Linked DNA regions of Sus scrofa: regions 1, 3, 4 and 5 are each linked to region 2. The links are chromatin contacts, called in public Hi-C and HiChIP or PLAC-seq maps. All regions are on one chromosome and are shown on one strand. The core of a region is the stretch at or near the end of the contact, and the rest is flanking DNA. Distances in the headings are between cores, read along the strand shown. Region 1 has its middle 70 kb from the start of KLF9. Region 2 overlaps TRPM3 (transient receptor potential cation channel subfamily M member 3). Region 3 has its middle 7.4 kb from the start of KLF9. Region 4 overlaps SMC5 (structural maintenance of chromosomes protein 5). Region 5 overlaps KLF9 (Kruppel like factor 9).

Region 1 (2,700 bases), core at 150-2,649, 220 kb before region 2:
TAGTGAAAAATTGCTTGGGAAGGTAGAGTGGGGGTAGGTAATGGAGAATAAAGTACAGAATATTCTCTTACTCATACAGGTTTGTGTTTGGTTTTGCTGTGTTTTTGTTTTTTTTAAATCGGGAGAGTAGAAGCTAGAACTTGAATTCAGGGAGATCCACTTGATCATTAGATTAGGGGGAAGGGAGGAAGGGCTTGTGAAAAAGATACTGAAAGCAAGTAGGTGAATAATAAAGCCTGAACAGTTGCCGTGCTAAGAATAGAAGTGAAGAAGTGGAGGAAAAGTCCAAGAGCTATTTATAGGTAGAATATATAAAAATATTGAGTCCGTGTGTACTGTTGGTCTTTCACACATCACCATTGATTTTGATAGTAGCTGTGGATAATGCATATTATCTTCATTAAGGAAGAAGAATCAAAGAGATTAAGCTGAAGTGTTCAAAGTCACAGACTTAAGAAATGTTGGAATTGGGACTCAGAGCCAGGTAGTATGCTGTTATGAAAAGAGCCTGGGGAATGGCAACACTCAAGAGGTAGGCAAGCTTGTGGTGAAAGATATATAAGCATTTTTGGTGAGAGTGTAAAACTGGGATAACCTCAGTAGTGAGTCATTTAGGGATCTATTTTAAACAGATATCTACTTTGACATAGCAAATCCACTTATAGCAACTTATCCCACCTATATACTCTTACATGTATCTCTAAGCATATGTGTGAGAATATTATGTTCAATAAATATTGTTTGAAATAGCAATAGATTGAGAATGGGTTAATAAATTATGATGCAAAGACTCATGTAGTAGAATACAGTACAGCTGTCGGCTCTGACATGATCAGATCTCCAAGCTATGGCAATGAAAAGAGCAAATTATTAAACTGTGTGTGTGTGCATTTATTATTCGCAGTTAAAAAGAAAAAATACAAACACACACAGAGCTATATTTTCTGCCTCTTGAAGGATACAAAGAAACTAACAGCCAACAGTGGCTGCCTCTGAGGAAAAGAAGTAGAAAATTGAACAGCAGAGTGGGAGGAAGATTTATTTCTCGCCAGCTTTTTTGTATGTTTTGAATTATGTACCTTATATTTACTTATTTTTTAAACTTTTTTTTATTTTAAGAGAAAAGAGTATGAGTTTTAGACTTAAGGAGAATTTGTTTCTTCTACTTAGCTAGCCATGTGGCCATATCTAAGTTATTATTATCTTGTTTATTGTGACCACATTCTAGAACATATAAAAAAACAAAACAAAGTTTCTTATGAAGTCAACCCTCTGACACAATCACTATAAAACTTTGATATAGAAGATCCTACTGTGGCACAACCAGATTAGCAGTGTCTTGGGAGTCCTGGGACTCAGGTTCATCCCTGGCCTGGCACAGTGGGTTTGGGATCTGGCATTGCTGCAGCTGCAGCTTAGGTCACAGAGGCAGTTTGGATCTGAGCCCCGGCCCAGGAACTCCATATGCCGTGGAGTAGTCAAAAACAAAAAACTTTGTTGTAAATCTTCCTAGTCTTTTGCAAAAGCTTTACTTTTTTCCAATTACAAAGTAAATAACTTTAAAATGCAGTACAAAATATATCGGCCCATGTAAGGTGTAGTGGTTTACCGATGAATATTTAGAATAATGAGGAGAGAGAAGTACTGAAATATCTGCTTGTTTTTCACTAAGTGCATCATATTTTCTTGTTTGGGTCCAGGAACCTGCTCTTTATTGTCAAATCACCCTTCCTGGCTAATAATTATATTCCACATGGAGAAGAAGGAGCAATGATGTTACTACTTTAAACACCATAGCTCTTGGGCATTTGTTTCTACTGAAATGATATAGGTTATCTTGCCTATGCAGGCTCCCAGTGTCATTTTATTTAATGCTGGTTACATTATGACTCCCTAGAGTACAGCATCCAGTGACTCCCAGTGACCGTCAGAGCATCATAGTACTTCACTGATGACGGGGACAAATGCAGGTCTTACCCTGGCTATGCAGGAAAATAGGAAACATCATCCATTTTCTAGTCATGTTAAATTTACCAATCGGAATTTTACAGATGAAAATAGAACAACATATTTCCCAGAAGTGCCTTCTCTTGAGCTCTGTAGGCTGGAATCACTGCATTCCTAGACCATGTTTTCACTCTCCATTGACCACACCCCTGCCTTCCACACGCTACTGCTAGGAGAGGACAAATAAAGGACCCATGTGCAATGTGATGATAGCAGCCCAATTCACACAAGAAATGTCTGTCCCTTGCTGGGCATGACTTAAGACCAGCCGGGGAGAGCACAGTGGAGCCACATCAATTGGACACAAAACAAGACATAGATTGGAAGGGGCTGTTGTAATTATGAAGCAAAAGTCTTCAAAGCCCTGAGATCAGGAAGACAGGCTATCCCGGGACAGCCTGACATGCAGTTCAGAGCCTATAAAGGAGGCTGAGTCACAGGTCCCAGGGCTGGTTCCCATTTGCAAAGTTGTTCAAATTGACCTGAACTGTTCACACAGAGGGTAGTAAGTAGAAATGAGCATCTTTGCTAAACCACTTACTTCATACTTCATTGTTTCATCTCTGTTACAGCAGTGCAGACTTAGCATAGTTAACATACTCCCATATACAGATGTTCCTGTATATCCTCAGTGGATTGTTTCCTGGACCCCTGTGCATACCAAAATCCATGGATGTTCACATCTATATGGAA
Region 2 (2,700 bases), core at 72-2,571:
CCAGAAGCACCTGGAGGGCTGGTGAAAACACAATTGCCTGGGCCCATGCTCCTGGCCTTTCTGCTTCAGTATGCCTGGTGTGGGGTTTGAGGATTTCCATTTCTAACAAGCTCCCAGGTCATGCCAGTGACAAGTTGGGAGCCACTGTTCTACGCATGAGGAATTCCTGCAGCAGTTATTGTTCTGACGGCTTCTGGCCCCCAAGCTCCATCTTAACTAGCAAATGGTGCACATGGGCACGCAAGCAAGTGCTGGGGGGTAGTGAATGCTTTGGCGTTTTTCTATCCTTTTGCTAAGGCTTATAGTATAACTTTTTAAAACAATGAAATTTTTGTGAAATCACAACATAAAAAAAGATCAGATTGACTGGGGTGAGACAGGAGTGAAAAGGGCACCTTCCCTTCTCCAGCCAGCTCTTAGGTACCTTGGGATTCCAGGGCTCTGAGGAGTGCTCCAGTTTGCAACCACTGGGGGAGTGGAAAGAGCAGTGGACCTAGAGCTGGGTCAGTCCGCTTAAGACCCACCTCTGCTTTGCAGCTGTGGAATGCAGGAAAATTGCTTAATCTCTGAGTCTTAGTTCCCATACCTAGTCAAGTGGGGATGTCTTCCCAACCACCATTTTCCCAATGGAGCTGCAGGAGGCAGCCCCACAGAAGAGAAGGCCCGCCTACCTCACGGGAGAGCAGTTATGCGCTATTAAGGGATCACCAGGCTTGTTTAGTGACTATGCACATAAGTATGTGGTGCCGGGAAGGGGTGGGCAGAGTGGGAAACCACAAAGCCCTCCTTGTATAGCCCTGGGAAGGCAGGGAAGCCCATGAAACTTTCCCCTGTTTCCAGGACCTTGTGACTGAGGTCTGGGGGGCCCGAGTGCTCTGAGGCTGCGCAAGGAGGGATCCTAGGCACAGGAGCAGTTCTTACTTCCCTAATGAGCCCAGGGATGCCGGGGAATTGGCAAGGGGGCCACCTCACCAAGTGGCTGAAGAGGGAAAGGTCAAGTACTTAGGTAGCCAATGCTTCCAGCCCCACAGCTTCTTCTTCAACAAGGACTCTAGGTTGACCCCCTGCTGACCCCAGGCTAAAAAGCCCTGCCCGCCCTCCCTGCTGCTATATGCTGCCTCAGGAGAAATAGATAGCCAGGCCTTGAGATTCCTGGCAGCCCGCCGGCTTGGCAGCCTCTTCCAGAACAGTCCGTGGAGTACAGACTGCTCCCTGTCTTCTTCCAGTCTAGTCCCTGGAGAGATTCCAGTCGCCCTGCTCAAGTCTTTCCCTTTTCTGCTTATCATGGGGAGGGAATATGCATCTGGGCTTTAAATCACAAAGCCAGCGAGCTGGCACTTCACAGCAATAGAGGCCCTAGCAGCAGTGGCCTCAGTTCTCAGAGAGCTACACAAAGACCAGAGCGAATTTATTACTGTTTTTCAGTTTACAAATGGGAAATGCACAACACTGGTCAGGAAGTGGATGGCATTATGAATGGGAAAACCTAAGTGTAGACAACTAGTTGGAACAAGGCAAAGGCATCCATTTAAAAAAAAAAAAAAAAAAAAGCCCCTTATAAAATGGGGCCAGTGTACCCACCTCCAAACTCTCAGGATGGGGGCATGCTGGTTAGAATTTAAATTCCCCAAAGCGCTTTAAAAACCCATGAGAAGGGCTCTAAATATTTATGCATATTTTTTTAAAAAATGACCCCAATTTGATGGCATCTTTTTTTCCTCCGGAGAACATTTTAAAGCTAAGCCCTATGACAGTAAGGTCCTCTTAACCTGTCTTAGTAATGAGGGCAAGGGTGAATTTGTGGGTCTGTAGGAATTTTTACTATGGAGCCCAATATATTTGCTCACTCACTATAGGACAGCAAGCAGGGTTTTTCCACAGCTCTTGAGATTGCAATAGACTTGATAGGGATTAATTCCTCCAGAAAATCCTCTCCAGCTGACTGCAGTTCCAGGGGAAATACAGAGGAATCCTCATACCACACGAACCTGCTTCCCTGATGGGCTTGAGCATGGGATTCAGGAGTGTTGGGCAGGGTTGCAGAGCCCTCTGGTGGATTACTGCTTGACTACATTCTCTCAAAGGGTTCTGAGTCTATGATGTCTCCCAAGGCTAGCTGTTACTTCCAATAAGTCACAGGAGGGTGGCTTTTTGATGGCTCCTGGGACAGTATGGGGTTGGAGGGAAAAGAGGGGGATCCATGCCCTCAGCCTGAAGGATAAAAAAAATATGTTCAACTTGCCTAGGGCTGGTGCAGAGGCTGGCACGTAAGAAATGGGAGTAAGAAATGTTGAGAAGGAATTAACCAAGGGAGGGAGTCAATTAGTGAAAAAAAGCACAGTTCCTCTTAGAGCTGCTGAAATGCATTTTCAGAATCACAGGTATTGGAGGACCGTGTGCACAGAGACCCAGAGTTAAGGGGTTAGAACAGGAGTTAAGAGCTGAAAACTTAAAAGACGTAAAGAAAAATTTTTCAGTGTAGAAAATATTTAAAAGGCATGTTTATCAGAAAAGAGAGGTGTAAATAGCCAGTGAAAACAAATGGAGAATTTCTTGAGGGCAAGAGCTATGCTAGCAGAAAACAGACAAGAGTCTAAGCACGGGTGGAGTTATAACCTTATAAACGCACACCAAAGTTTCCCAGGTTTGTCTGCAGCCCTTGAAGCCAAGTCCTATATTTCTTTGGCAGCATTAGAGAAA
Region 3 (2,700 bases), core at 148-2,647, 150 kb before region 2:
GCGGGGTTGCAGTGATTTTTTTTTTTTTTTTGATTCGGGGTAAGATAGGTATGTGGGGGGGGGGTCAAGGGGGTGAGGCACCTTTTCCATCACCCAAGCCCGCGAGGAAGAGGAAAACCTTCCCTGCGGTCCCCCTGGGAACATTGCGGAGTAGGGTGTCGGATGACATCAGCTTCTAAACATAGCCCATACCGCACCCCAACTCTGAGCGCGCGAGCAGGGCTCCGGCAGGCGAGGGAGAGGGAAGCGGGGGAGGCGTGTACTGCTGGCCGCGGGCGGGGCAGGCCGGCTGGCCGGGCTGTGCGGGAGGAGATGACTTTGCAGGAATCGTGCTCGCAGAGTTTGCAGGCCAACCTCTCCCGCGATGGCCGGGCCACGAGGTTAGGAAACATTCGTGCCGTTCCGCGCTCTAACCTGCCCCACAAAAGCCACACACACGCAAGCAGCTCTAGGATCTAAGGTGCCTTTATTTATATAAGCCAACCCATCCCCCAGCGGTAGTGCCTGGTTTGGTCGGTCGGGAACCCTGTGCGCCCTCCAGTCCCGCGCCAGCCTCTAGGCTAAGCCTGCGAGGGGGTCGGCGCGGCCCTCCCGGTGAGTCAGATGGGCTGTGTTTCCTGTGGTTGTTGTGGAACAGTTTGTCCTTTTTACCCCCGCCCCCCGCCCGGTCTCCACCCCCTTGGTAAATATAGCGCTCACGTTTCATCATCTCTTTGTCCAACGAGCGCCAGACACCCCGGCCCGCGGCCCCCGCCGCCTCCTCCCTCTCCCGGCTCGCGGTTACCTCGCATAACCCCGCGCGGGCAGGCGGCGGGCAGCCGCCTGCCCTGCGGCCCCCGCCAGCCCCGCACCGCATTGCTTCCCGCTGCAGTACACCCCCACCTCCCTCCCATCGCCTTCCTTGTTTTCAGTTCCCCCTTAGGATGTGACCCCATGCTCTCATCCCACCCTTGCTACCCCGTGGTCGTGGGGACCCGGCGGAGAAATGTGTAGGTGTTGGAAGGTAGATACCCCTTGTTCCCAGCCCCAGGCGGCATCCCATGCCCAGGCCAATGCTGGTGAGTACCACTCACCCTTCCTTCCCCTTCCCAAGCCCCCCCCCTTTCCCCTCCTGAGCGCGGGTGACAAGCTGCTGAGACAGTGTCTGAATCACCGACAGCTGAACCAGCTGCGCATACTTGGGGGTGGGCGCTTTGTGAACCGTCTCCCTCTCACCACGGAGGGGAGTGGGCTGGTGGGTCAGGAAAGGCGAGGTGGGTGGATAACAGCCGAGAAGCCCTTGCTTACTCTTCCCGCTCTCCCTTCCCCTCCCAGTTTCGTTTCCACACATACAGCCACCCACCGGGGACCGGAGGCGGCTGGTGTTCTCTGAACACAGGGAACTGGCTCTCTCTGTGGTCTCCTGTTTACTTCCCTCCTCCTCACCCCCACCACCCCATGCTGCCTCCACCCGCCCCAGCAGCTGGGAAACCTGCGGCAAAACACTGCAGTCATGAGATTTCCCTGGACCGGAGCTGTGGCCCGGGTTTGCCCTGCCCTGGCCTGCCTTGCCCTGCCTTGCCCTGCCTTGCCCTGGATCCACTTGGGGCACTTCTTTGTCCTGGAAAGGCTCTTGGGGCTCCCTGTCAAGGAATGTGGAAGAGGCCTCCCTTCCTCCTTTTTTCCCTCTTCCTCTCCCCCCCTTGGCACAAGATATCATCCTGTGGGGGATGGCCTGGCTGCCTTTTTGGCCAGGGCTCTGGGCCACCCCCGTGAGTGGCCACCTGTCCAGGGCTGGGCAGTGAGAGCTGACAGTGTGTAAGATTTCGGCATCCAGGATGCCGCAGTGCTGCCTCATTTGCCATCACAGGCTGTCCTGTTCGTGAAAGAGTGCCCAAACTTCCCTGCTGACCCAAGGTTTTCAGGCGGATCCCTGAAACCTGCTTACAGGCACACACCCTCTCCCTATGGAGTCTGGCAAAACCTTCCCTTTCAAAGCTTGCTTCCCAGTGGGGAAGGATTCAACCTCTCTCCCTAAGTAAGCTGAATGAACACAGAGCTCTGACGAGGCCATGAGGGTTGAGCTCTGGGGTGCTCCCTGCCTGAAGTTCCCCCATTTAAAAGCCACCTCTTCACCACTGCTCTACACCACTGCCATGGTTACCAGCTCCCTGTCCTTCAGAAGCACAAATGTTGCACAGTGGCAGAAACAAACAAGGGCTTCTTAAATGTTCTTTTAAATATCCAAAACACTGCCTTGGTATTTTGGTAGCAGACAAGAGGGAATGAAAGTCCCAACAGTTCCCTGGTTTCCTTCTGACCCTATAACCCCCAATAAATCCCTCACTCTGGAAGGCCTCTCAGAGCCAAGGCAAGGAAGAGAGCTTATTGAAATGCAAGAGAGTGGAATTCAGAGCAGAGCAGATCCACCTACAGCTGGAGAATTACTTCTACCCAAGTGAGACTATTTTTCCCTCTGCCCTCCAGCTTTAAAGCCCCAAGCTACTCCGAAGTACCTGCCACCATCAGACTACACCATATCTTGCTTTTTGCTGCATTCTGCCAGATCTCTCTCCTGTGAAACTCTCCCCCTGATACCCTGGATATTCCAATACTTGATTCACAGTCCCCCACCCCCATCTCATTCCTGTCAACATTTTCTGTGAATGTATTATCCCTGTGAATAAGGGGGCACCTGAAACCCTAGTATCTAAACTGTAC
Region 4 (2,700 bases), core at 49-2,548, 250 kb before region 2:
TCCTATGGAAGTTGAACTCCTTTCTAAAAGGATAGGGGGGGAAGAAAATATAAGATATTAGATGTAGTGTTTAGGATCTTTTTGTTGTTGTTTTTGTCTTTTTTGTCTTTTCTAGGGCCGCACCCGCAGCACATGGAGATTCCCAGGCTAGGGGTCTAATTGGAGCTGTTGCTGCCAGCCTACGCCACAGCAACGTGGGATCCGAGCCACATCTGCGACCTACACCAGAGCTCACAGCAACACCAGATCCTTAACCCACTGAGCGAGGCCAGGGATTGAACCCGCAACCTCATGGTTCCTAGACAGATTCGTTAACCAGTGAGCTGCAATGGGAACTCCTTTAGGATCTTTTTTTAAAGTTTCAGGAGTCATTTTATTACTTAAACTTTTGCACATTTTCCTTTTTTTGCTTGCCTCCCCTCACAGGAAAGTATCTGTTCTAATGTGTCTCTGTGACATGGTCTCAAAAGATGCATAGTATTGTGGTGAAATTCTACTGTCAAGAGTATTTGCATTCTTAGGATGCTTTTATAGTTCTTCATAAGTACAGTATAAAGTTCTAACTTCTTGCTCTCTTTCAATGCCCCACATATTCTGGACCCATTCTACCAATTCAGCAAGTACCCACCATTCCAAATGGACACAACTCCTCACCCCCCATGGTATGCAGTGCTCATTCTTTTTTCCAAGCTCCTGTCTCCCCTCTGCCTTGCTTTCCCCTGCCATTTGCCTTGAGACCCAGAGATGAATTCTAGGCCTCTGAACTCTCTTACTCTCTTGTAGCTCCTGTAGCATGAACTGGTTCTTCCTTTCTCTAAATTCCATAATCTGTATGATATGTGCTGCCTATTTTAATACTCAACATCCATACATTGCCTTAAGGTATTATCCAGTGTTACTACGTGTATGTGTTTTGTTTTCTTTTGAAGTATAAGCTTTTTGAAAGCAAAAAGCTGTATTTATAATTCATTTGAGTCCTTGTGTGCTAGCATGCTGTTGAACACAGTAGATGCTCCCTCAGAATATTTTTCTTTTAACTATTTAAATTGAACTGTTTTCACTATATTATCTATAATGGGGACAATTTTTTTCTTCTTTAGGCGTTCCAAGATCTTCCAAATACATTGGATGAAATTGATGCTTTATTAACTGAAGAAAGATCAAGAGCTTCTTGCTTCACAGGACTGAATCCTACAGTATGCTTCTTTCCCTACTTCCTATTGCAGTCACCACCACCACCACCCTCCCCTAAACACCTGTGCCTGCATGCGCGCGCGCGCGCGCACACACACACACACACACACACACACACACACAGTTCCCTCCAGTACTTCCCTCCCACTCTGTACTAGAGCTCTTGGTAATAATAAGCTAGACAGCAGGAACAATGTGCTTTTAAATGCCAGATTCTGAATCTATTAGAATTTTAAATAGATTCTTCCTAAGGAACACAGTGTTCTGTGCTTTTTCTTTATAAAAAGAATACTTGGGCTAACCTGAAATACTGCAGTGTCTATTCTTTTTAAAGGATTAAAAATGGCATTTTTAGTATAAGAACATGAATTAACTACATACAAACAATTCAACACAGTTGGCATTTTCACGTAATGTTTTAATTGATGCAAAATTTCATATGATTTTATTCTCTTGTAGATTTATTTTAAAGAATTATTTTTTTCCTGCCAGGTTGTTCAGGAGTACACAAAAAGAGAAGAAGAAATAGAGCAATTAACTGAGGAATTAAAGATAAAGAAAGTTGAACTGGATAAATATAGGGAAAACATTTCACAGGTAATTATTCAGCCTTTATCTTTTCTTTTTGTCATGTGCTTACCATTCCATCATATGGGAATGTAGAATGATGCAAAATAAAATAATAAACTTTTAAGAAAAAAAAATGCAATGTATATTCTTGTGACCAGATTGATAATGATATTAAATTTGTCCTATGTAAAGATTATATCGATGTAATAACATTTCTTTTAAATTGTGTTTTTATACTGCCTTTACATGTAGGTAAAAGAAAGGTGGCTTAATCCTTTAAAAGAGCTGGTAGAAAAAATTAATGAAAAATTCAGCCATTTTTTTAGTTCCATGCAGTGTGCTGGTGAAGTGGATCTCCATACAGAAAACGAGGTAAAATTGCATTTAAAGTGTTTCTTGGCAAGTAATTCTAACTATATGCTAAAAGTACATGTAAATTTTTAATTTACTCTAGAGTTTTATCTGGGAAAATTTTACTTACCAAAAAATTGTTCAAAGGAAGGAAAAGACCATATATGGGATTACATTGGGCTCACTCCCCTCCCCCCCTTTTTGGTGACATTTGGGATTAGTGACTAAAATCTTACTAACTTTTTGTATCCAGTCTAAGTAATGGTTATTCAGCTGTAATGAACAAATGCATTGTTTTTTTAATCTATCCCTCCTCACATCTGAAGAGTCATAAACAAATTGGCAAACATAACTGAAATAAGTATAATATCGGTGGCATTTTTTTTTTCTTTTGATCAAGAATTTTAACAGTTCACAAGAATAAAAGCTAACATAAGTTTGGCACTAATTTCTTAAGCTATATATATGTTCATGCATTGTAATTTTGGGTAAAATAAGATTTCCATTAAGAAATAAATGTATAAAGATATGAACTAAGATGTATTTCAGAATAATAGGGAAAGAGAGAGATGGGTGGAATTATAC
Region 5 (2,700 bases), core at 27-2,526, 170 kb before region 2:
AGTACTTCCTCACTGGAAGCTGGTGTCTAGGTATTCGGAAGCAAGTCTGTCCAAGTATTGCTTCCACATCCCCAAACTCAACTTACCTGTGAGATGATGCCAGAAACTCAGAAATAAAGGTGGCAGACAATAGAGTCTTGACTGTTTAGGTCAGCAAGACATATGTCATTATGCCTTTTTTCTTTTTATAAGTTAAAAAATTTTTTTATATACCATTACTTTTTTTTTTTTTTTTTTTTTTAGGGTCACACATGCAGCATATGGAAGTTCTCAGGCTAGGGGTTGAATTGGAGCTGTAGTGGCTGGCCTAGGCCACAGCCACAGCCATGTGGGATCCAAGCTGTGTCAGTGACCTACACCACAGCTCACAGCAACACCAGATCCTTAACTCACTGAGCAAAGCTAGGGATTGAATCCGCATCTTCATGGATACTAGTGGGGTTCGTTACTGCTGATCCATGGCAGGACCTCCTGTGTATTATTGTGACTTGATGTCTCTGTTACCTGGCCCCCACCTCAGCAACTCCGCAATGGCAGAGAGGTGAGGGGACCACGCCCCATGTCCACACGGCTAGGTCCAGGCCCAGATTGGCCAATTCCTACATTTGCGTTCTTGCTCCTATCTCAGACTGTGCTGCCTCTGCCCAGTTCTTTGTGGGAAAGAGAGATAATAAATAAATAATCTACTAGGCACTAAATGTTGAACAGGACATATGTTTGATGCCAAAATAAGGCTGAGGAAGGTAGATTCTTAGAATCTTTGCATTTTGAGTGATTTTTTTTTTTTTAATGACATCTAATTCAAATCTGTCCTGTTTCAGATGAAGCCCAGTCAGAGGGCTGCTGACTTGCCCAGGACAACTTTAGATCAGAACCAGTTTTCAAATTCCTGCTTTAGTATTGAGTTTAGAAGTGAAAGAAGAACACAAGACCTAACTAAGTGTAGAGAGAGCCTTTTTCCTATTTCTCTAAACATCTTACTCCTAGGCTCTCCCTTCCACATACATTGCCTCGGGGAGGGCAAAGACAGGTTAAAACAAGTAAGTTGTTGCTATGCATGAAGTTTCAAGACAGAGTTTTAAAAATGTTAGGCAGACCTTGAAATCCTTAAACTTCTTAATATGCCAGAGCTTCCTATTGAGATCTGAGCCGGAGAGAGAGAAATTGGAGGGGCTGTGTTTAGGGAACAGAAGCAGAGGTTTCTTGAGAAGTGCAGGTGTTCTCTGCTCTCCTTTTAGAAACAGGCTTGGGTAGCACCAGGCAGAGCAGCCAGTGCTGCATGGCCCACCCCATGCCTGCAGCCTGTCCCCATAGGGAAGTCCCCACCCACACCAGGGCACCCAAGGAGTTGGGCAGTCATGCTGAGAAAAGGGTCTCAAGTGTATGCCTCAAAGTTTCTTTCCCATCCCTCCTCATGTGGGTGGGGGAGGGGACTGTGTGTTCCTGAGATGTTACAAGTTGGGAGGATGCCACAAGAGGATGAGGCACACAGCAGGGATCTAATGCCTGCACCCCTGTACAGAAGACGCCTACATGTGAGGACCGGGACCCCCACCTGGTGCATGATAACCTGGGGGAGACCGCCAAGGTCAAAGAATGCCACGTGAGTGGACAGCCCTCCACTGATGCTAAGAGGTGAGGCTCTTGCCCATCAAACAGTTCACTCCCAGGAAGAAAGGCAAAAGGAGAGGGACAGAGAACTCTGATCTTGTCAACATGTACCCAAAAGAGAATAAAACAACACAAAGAGACTGAGGGATCCTGAATTGCCAAGATAAAGTTGGTCAACCAAAAGCAGAAATGGTGGTGGGGTGGGAGGGCTTGAGAACTCAGTTCTGGCTACTAGCAGTTCCCATTTTGTACACCGCAGGCTTATGACTGGGAAATTCTTACCCAATGCACATGGTTGCCTTCCAAGGGCCACCGAGACTTTTGGCAGCCTTAGCAAACACAAGGATAACCTCTCTGTGTATGTATTTAGGTGACATTATATGTAGCACCCACAGCTTCCAGCCTGGTGGCAACTGCCATCCAGAGAGCTGAAGCCTTTGACTCAGAAAAGACGACAAGCAAAACAGGAAAACACAAGAGACAAGACCATTGCCTGGTCGGTGAATACCTCCTCTACCTGCCAGCCAGGTCATGGCACTCAGGGTGACCATTGCTGTTGCTCCATCTCGTGTGTCCAGCTTTTTCTCTCTGGGCTCAACCTCTGACACTGCTAGCACCAGAGTAAGGCTGCAATGACTATAGATCCTATTCATACATGCCACATGGGTCACCATAAGGCAGATCTTTCTAGCTTTAACAGAGTGAGCCACTAATGGTCACGAAAGACCATGAAGAATGGCAGGGTTGAGCTGTCCAATTCTTACCAAACAGCCCCCGCCTAACTCTCTCAGCCCTCTGGGGGCAGGCATGCCTGGACAGTACTTTAAAATCTGGGCACAAGCAGGACATTGAGAAGAAATGACACAGGTCAGAGGGGCACAGCCCATGTTTCTTTCACACCAGGGAACCCCTGCTTCAGTGGCTAATGCTCAGCAGACAAGCATCCTATGGCTGGCCTAGGCTATGATTTGCAACGCCAAAGAGAGAAAGCAGCTGTTTGGTTGTCATTCTGCTTATTTTCATTAAAACAGCAATGGTACAAAAGCACTGGAAATGATGGCAGCATGGGGATTTAAGTCATTTTTATGT

The links. A called contact is a pair of places that touch in the nucleus more often than the background predicts. HiChIP or PLAC-seq counts read pairs in DNA pulled down with a chosen protein or histone mark.
Region 1: an H3K27ac HiChIP or PLAC-seq map of skeletal muscle shows a contact between it and region 2. The contact joins two enhancer-like sites. A contact is called at or near these places in 3 of 47 Hi-C or Micro-C datasets (embryonic fibroblasts and skeletal muscle) and 1 of 2 datasets of contacts at active chromatin or transcription factors (skeletal muscle).
Region 3: a contact with region 2 is called in an H3K27ac HiChIP or PLAC-seq map of skeletal muscle. The contact joins two enhancer-like sites. A contact is called at or near these places in 2 of 5 promoter capture datasets (liver and skeletal muscle), 16 of 47 Hi-C or Micro-C datasets (brain, embryonic fibroblasts, fibroblasts and 7 more) and 2 of 2 datasets of contacts at active chromatin or transcription factors (alveolar macrophages and skeletal muscle).
Region 4: a Hi-C map of brain shows a contact between it and region 2, with 8 times the contacts expected there. The contact joins two enhancer-like sites. A contact is called at or near these places in 1 of 5 promoter capture datasets (liver), 27 of 47 Hi-C or Micro-C datasets (adipocytes, adipose tissue, alveolar macrophages and 17 more) and 2 of 2 datasets of contacts at active chromatin or transcription factors (alveolar macrophages and skeletal muscle).
Region 5: a contact with region 2 is called in an H3K27ac HiChIP or PLAC-seq map of skeletal muscle. The contact joins two enhancer-like sites. A contact is called at or near these places in 2 of 5 promoter capture datasets (liver and skeletal muscle), 7 of 47 Hi-C or Micro-C datasets (brain, embryonic fibroblasts, omental adipose tissue and 3 more) and 2 of 2 datasets of contacts at active chromatin or transcription factors (alveolar macrophages and skeletal muscle).

Annotation. Positions count from the first base shown.
Region 1 is chr1:223,675,837-223,678,536 of Sscrofa11.1, forward strand. No RefSeq gene overlaps it. Among named protein-coding and RNA genes, the nearest start is that of KLF9, 70 kb to the right of the region's middle. Within about 2 kb of position 1,400, at least 5 of the 83 cell types and tissues checked have an H3K27ac peak or open chromatin away from gene starts, as enhancers often do. A contact at or near this core is called in embryonic fibroblasts and skeletal muscle, where this site is marked.
Region 2 is chr1:223,898,925-223,901,624 of Sscrofa11.1, forward strand. The region is part of intron 21 of TRPM3 (transient receptor potential cation channel subfamily M member 3); the gene reads right to left. Among named protein-coding and RNA genes, the nearest start is that of KLF9, 150 kb to the left of the region's middle. Within about 2 kb of position 1,322, at least 37 of the 83 cell types and tissues checked have an H3K27ac peak or open chromatin away from gene starts, as enhancers often do. A contact at or near this core is called in brain, embryonic fibroblasts, liver and 4 more, where this site is marked.
Region 3 is chr1:223,753,699-223,756,398 of Sscrofa11.1, forward strand. No RefSeq gene overlaps it. Among named protein-coding and RNA genes, the nearest start is that of KLF9, 7.4 kb to the left of the region's middle. Within about 2 kb of position 1,398, at least 62 of the 83 cell types and tissues checked have an H3K27ac peak or open chromatin away from gene starts, as enhancers often do. A contact at or near this core is called in brain, embryonic fibroblasts, liver and 4 more, where this site is marked.
Region 4 is chr1:223,645,558-223,648,257 of Sscrofa11.1, forward strand. SMC5 (structural maintenance of chromosomes protein 5) reads left to right here. Exons shown (of 24, transcript XM_021064744.1): 19 at 1,101-1,196; 20 at 1,687-1,791; 21 at 2,017-2,136. Among named protein-coding and RNA genes, the nearest start is that of SMC5, 87 kb to the left of the region's middle. Within about 2 kb of position 1,299, at least 6 of the 83 cell types and tissues checked have an H3K27ac peak or open chromatin away from gene starts, as enhancers often do. A contact at or near this core is called in brain, where this site is marked.
Region 5 is chr1:223,733,880-223,736,579 of Sscrofa11.1, forward strand. The region is part of intron 2 of KLF9 (Kruppel like factor 9); the gene reads right to left. Among named protein-coding and RNA genes, the nearest start is that of KLF9, 12 kb to the right of the region's middle. Within about 2 kb of position 1,277, at least 7 of the 83 cell types and tissues checked have an H3K27ac peak or open chromatin away from gene starts, as enhancers often do. A contact at or near this core is called in skeletal muscle, where this site is marked.